2 separate regions of the Ovis aries genome follow, and region 2 is linked to region 1. Evidence: chromatin contacts called from public Hi-C data. All regions are on one chromosome and are shown on one strand. Each heading gives the region's core, a stretch centred on a gene start, on an enhancer-like site or on the middle of the called end of the contact. The rest is flanking DNA. Distances are from core to core; before and after follow the strand shown.

Evidence for each region. Hi-C and Micro-C count contacts between places; a contact is called where the count stands out from the background.
Region 2: a Hi-C map of hypothalamus shows a contact between it and region 1, with 4 times the contacts expected there. The contact joins two enhancer-like sites. A contact is called at or near these places in 5 of 16 Hi-C or Micro-C datasets (hypothalamus, liver, mixed tissues and 2 more).

What each region holds. Positions count from the first base shown.
Region 1 is chr3:77,875,062-77,877,761 of ARS-UI_Ramb_v3.0, reverse strand. The region is part of intron 1 of LOC132659410 (a long non-coding RNA gene); the gene reads right to left. Among named protein-coding and RNA genes, the nearest start is that of TMEM247, 19 kb to the right of the region's middle. Within about 2 kb of position 1,306, at least 6 of the 54 cell types and tissues checked have an H3K27ac peak or open chromatin away from gene starts, as enhancers often do.
Region 2 is chr3:77,990,606-77,993,305 of ARS-UI_Ramb_v3.0, reverse strand. The region is part of intron 4 of EPAS1 (endothelial PAS domain protein 1); the gene reads left to right. Among named protein-coding and RNA genes, the nearest start is that of EPAS1, 64 kb to the left of the region's middle. Within about 2 kb of position 1,320, at least 6 of the 54 cell types and tissues checked have an H3K27ac peak or open chromatin away from gene starts, as enhancers often do.

The sequences.
Region 1 (2,700 bases), core at 57-2,556:
CAGGAAGTCCAAACCTGCTCCTCTTCCCAAGCTCCCTTTCTCAGTGAGCACCACTCATCCAGGCAACCAAACCAGAGACCCAGGAGTCATCCTAGGTCACTCCCTCTCCCTCTCACCCTCCACCATCCAATACCCTGTTCCCACCCCCAGCACCATCTCTGGTCACCTCTTCCTTGAACTGCCATCATAGGCTGCTCACTCTTTCTGCTTCTAAACTCGCCTCTCCAGCCCTTTCCAGCATCAGTATAATCATTCAGGTTGCTTCCTGCCCCTTGGCCATCTAAAGGAGAAAACAAACTCCCGCAGGCAGGAGTCCCAGTCCCTATCATGTCACAGCCCTCCCACTGTCCACTCAAACCGTCGTAAACTCACGCTTGCATCCTCCTCTGAACATACACATCTGTGCAGGCTTCCAAGCCTGTGCACATGCTTTTCCCTCACCCTGCCTTTCTCTCTTTAGACATCACGTTCTTCACATTTCAGCTGCCGTGTCCTCCTAAAGCCTTGTCCAAATCCTCCAAGCAACCCAGAGCATTCCACTCATTCTGCAGCCACATTATGTACATGACTCCACCATGTCAATTACCCTGTGGGCTTGTATTGATGATTATAATAAACCCTCCCTTTGACCTCCCATGGTACTTGTAAGAGTCAAGTCATAAAAGGAGAAAGGGCTTGGTAAGCTGTAAAACCTCAAACAGCCCTTAGTCATGGAGGGAGGCAGGAGTCAATGGTGAGAGATACATGGAAACAATTACGATACAAATAAAAAGATTATTACTACCAAGGAGCTTCAGATATGAAAGCTGAGGTTCAAAGACCCTTCAGTCTTCAACAGGAAGCAACAAAACTTGACTCTAAGCATCCTGACACCCATGGGACATTAGACAGGGTTCAAGTACAGGAAACAGAAATCACTCTTGCTTGTTAAGGAAACATGTTGTAACACAGGGGATTCAGTGCTTACAGAATGGATCGTGCAAAGAGTGTGAGAAGAGAGCTCTAGGCTAGGCCATCAGAAATAGCGATCAGAACCGGCCCACCAGGGAAGCTACCACCTCTGCCATAATCAGGATGGCAGAGAATTCTCAACACAGAGAATCATTGAAATCAAGAACACACTGCCATGACTCCAGTTTCAAAATCTGGGCGGCACTGCCAGCCCACCAACACCCATGGAGCTAGTGACCTGACATGAGGTCATGACTGCAGGAACACCCACGCCCAGAATCACCCAGGTCACCAGCAAGAGCCAGCGCAGCATGAAAATGACCTCCCTTCACTTCTGCCTCCACATCCTACATTAGGCCATCTAGTGGTGGCAATAAGCGTGACTCTGGACTCCTAGGAGCAGGGGGACCTGGGCAATGGTGTCTCTCACTTTACAGCCTCTCAGGCACAGGAAGACACATACGAGCTTGAGACGGACACCAAGCGGCAACACAGAGCATCTACCACACAGCTCAAAGGAAATCACACATCGTGTTACGGGATACACATCTTACTATGGAAGAGTTCCTCTCAGGAGAGACAGTGTTTGCTCATTGGTCAGCTGTTTGTTTTCCAACAAAGACCCAACGGGCATTTTAGTTCCTAGGAAAAGAAAGTTTTTCCTCATACAGACTGAGGAGGGAAATTTCTCACATGGGAGCATTCCGTGGAGGACACCGCATGAACCAGTGTCTTTGCCAGAAACCTCACAGCAGACACAGAGGCGGCTTTCACGTGCTGGTCCTTAAGTTACCTTTGCTAAAATCAAAGGTATGACATGGACATGGAGTCAGGGGCCTCACTTGTCTGCATAGCTGTCATTGGACTGTCTGACCCTCAGGCTGGTCACTTTCAAACTGTGCTCCAGAGCCTGCAGGTTCACAGAGGAGCCTGAGGACTCTGAGGCCCCTCTCCCAGAATAGCCCAAGTTTTATCTGTCCTATCTCAAGTCCACATAAAATTCCCTTTGAAGAAAAGGGTTTAATTGCTTTTGAAATTTTCTGAAAATTAATCTTTGCTCATCTCTCATAAAAGTTACTTCCTACAACCAGTTTGTGATAGGAGCCAAACTGCAGACGATGTGGAAATCGACACTGGCCCACTCAAGACCAGAACTCTGCTCAGCTGGCCAAGACGGGCTCAAAAGCTTTCGAGAGGCCCACAAGGGCCAGTTCTGAGGGCCTTTTCCAGATGCCAAAGTCTGGGTGTTTTTCTTCACCAGTGCCCGCAGAACCCAGGTCCAGGCTAGGACCGTGACACAAAATAAACTGTAGAATCTCCGGGCACAGAAGGAACTTGGAGGTCCTCCAGCCCAATACCCTCACTTGACAGGTGAGAAAACTGAAGTCTAGAAGGAGGAAGGGGCTGGTGAGCCACAGAGCCGGGTGCTCCCTCCCCTACCCAGCTCCTTTTTGTGGGCACTTACACCTATCTGCTCCTGCCAGTTCTATATTTAATCAATGTCCTGCCTGCATCTGCAACTCCATTAGAATGAAAACGCACACCTCACAATGCTAGCAGTGTTCTCCTGCAGGGCGCTGAGCATTTGCTAGAGATTAGCGATTCTGAGAAAACTGCACAAATAAACATCTCCATCAATCATAGGAGCAGCTGTCTGAATGACTCTGAATTGAGGGATAAAACACCTCCGGCTACTTTTTGCCCTTCCAGAAAAGGATCTACCGCCTTTGTTTCTCTCCCCTCTTCTTA
Region 2 (2,700 bases), core at 71-2,570, 120 kb before region 1:
CCATGTGATGTCAGGAGGCTCAACTCGATGGGATAAGCAGAGGGCTCACCTACACCTCTGGGACCTTGTGGTGTAGCCAGAGGCTGGAGCTCTCTCTCACTCCATAAGGTATCAGAGCCTCTTCCTCTCCACATGGTCTCTCCAGGGTAGCCAAACTTCTTATACTTATATTCTTAGCTCCCTTTTGGGGAGCTCAGGACTCCCCAAAAGTGCAAAAGTAGAAGCTGCCAGGCCCTCTGAAGGCTTAGTCCTGAAACTGGTACAGCACCACTCTTTGGTTAAAGTGAGTTACAGACCTGGCCCATTCACTGTGGGAGGGGGCTATACCAGGCCCTGATACTGTGAGATGTGGCTCCCTGGGACCACCTTTAGAGACTAGCTACCACCGGAGCCAAGGAAGGAGCCTGGTCCCTGGGTGATAAAAAATGGAACAGGCGGCTTTGAGGGAGAAAGTTTGAAAGGTGTTGTGCACTGCACTCTACCTGCGGGGGCTCCCGCAGGTGCCAGTGGAAGGAAGGGCCCATACAAGCAAAAAGCACTTTTCAGGGACAGTCGGAGCTGGCTGCTTCATCTCTTATAACTGGGGACAGTTGCGCAAAAGCTCTAATGGACATATTGTCAAGTGGACTGAAGCTTTAAGAAAAAGGGATTCAATGTCTTTCAAGGTCCCTTCTGAACCTGAGAGTCAGTCTCTGCCCTGAACAGATTGTACCGAGTCTAACATCCCTTTTTATAGCTCTCACCTGTCACTGACATGGAGCGTGTACTTATCCAACCTGAATGACAGAGGCAAGGTGGCAGTATCAAGCCTACAAGGTTTTGCTCTGATTATCACACATGCTGAAAAAGCATACATTTCATTAGCCTACTTCTACCCTTGTTACCACCTGAGCCTGCAGAGTGCAGGATTCCCACCACCTGCCCCGACCCCCACCCCTGCCTCCTCCCCCAGCCCCTCTGCTCTCCCTCCTGAAGGCCACCTGGCTCTGGTCAGGCACAGGCTGGGGAGCTCTCAGGGCTGTTCACTGTCTGCTCTGTGTTACTAAGAAAGTCTTGTTTAGTTCTGTGAGAAAAAGGCTGCCAGACCTTCTGAATCCCTTTCTAAAACAGGCACTGGAAGCCTGAGAAAACCCCAAAGTCTCTTATTTCTTCTCTACTCTGGAAACCCTTAGGTTCTCGGTCAGTTCAACCTCTGACCTAGTCTCTGTCTGATCATACAACTTGAACCAAGTCCCTTCATCGCTCTGTTCCTGGGAATCGTTCTCTTCAGAGTGACAGTGTTGGACCAGGCAAAGTCCAGGACCTTTCGCTCTCAAGTGCTGTGACTCAGCATGACTCTACTCTGTTGATCTGAGTAGAATGTTAGGTCTCTCGGTCCCTGTGTTGACGACTTGGGATCAAAATCAGTGAATCAGCAAAGGCTTTGAAGGTGCCGACCTGAGTGGACTCGTGATCTATAAGCAAAGGGTTAGTGTGAGCACCCAGAGGCAGATAAGGCTGTGAGGCTGCTTGTGGAAAGCTTTGAAGGCCGGCAGTTGAGCCTTGAACTTCATCCTGTAGACAGAGGGGGCTGTTGGAAGTTTTTGAACAGAGATGGGGTAATCTGATTGGAGCTGTGTTCAGAGAGATTAACCAAATGACAGGATGGGGAAAATCCCGATGTTAACAGGTTAGGAAGCTACAATCATAACCCATGCCACAGCCACAAATGAGTCCCTCCCGCCCACTTCTGCACAGCACCTGAGCTGGTCCTGGTAGTGTGTCCAGACCCCAAGATACAAGAACATCTCATGATGTGCAAATGCCACCTATGGAAGCTAGAATTGTGAAAAGCATCATTGAGTATGGGAGAGATGATTTTGTGATTGTGATGGGGAGGAATACCCTCTCATAAGAAAAAGAAAAAGATTCACTGTCTGGCCTGTTACTTGGTGGCCTCTCTTTTGATGTTTATGACAGATTAAAAAGCACCACAGTTCATCTGACACAGCCACTTGAGGCTGTGCCACTCGAGTCACTGACCCCTGGGGGTTTCAGTCCGGAGGCTATGCCCAGAGGGGAGTTGTGACTACCAGAAACAAGGCTCTGGGTTGTTCTGAGATGCTGGGCAGCCGGGCGGGAGTGTACCTTGGAAGGCCCAGAATGGCAGAATTTAGACACGGATGGGGGACACCTCTGGGGTTTACTGCAGTCGTCACTGTTTTTTCCCCCAGTGGGAGAAGTTTTGAGTGGGCAGGTTATTTGGAGACCATAAGGAAGGAAGCAATCTTGTTTGTCTTGATGATTTATTTAATTCTGGCCGAGAAGGGGTATGATCCATACTGAGTTAATCCTCAAGGTGAACTTGCTCTCTACAGGAGATTTGGACCAGCGGTGTTCCATGAGCCTTGACCTGTGTCACTTTGGAAAGGGAGCACATGGTGTGGGATCCTGAACACAGCCACTGTGGGTTAACAGTAGGGCACTGGAGGGACAGGAATGGGGGAAAGACAGGGGCATCTAAAGGAAATTTCCCACCTGAGAAGCTTATCCCCTTGAGCGATTGTGATCTTGCTTAGATGGTCCCTTTGGAATTCCTTCTATGGGGCCCACTCAGGGGAGAGGTTTGTTGAGATCATGGCCAATGGTCACACATCACCTGACTACTCTGCAGAGTAGAGGTGCAGTGGGAAATGAAACCGTGGAATAGCCCCGACCCTT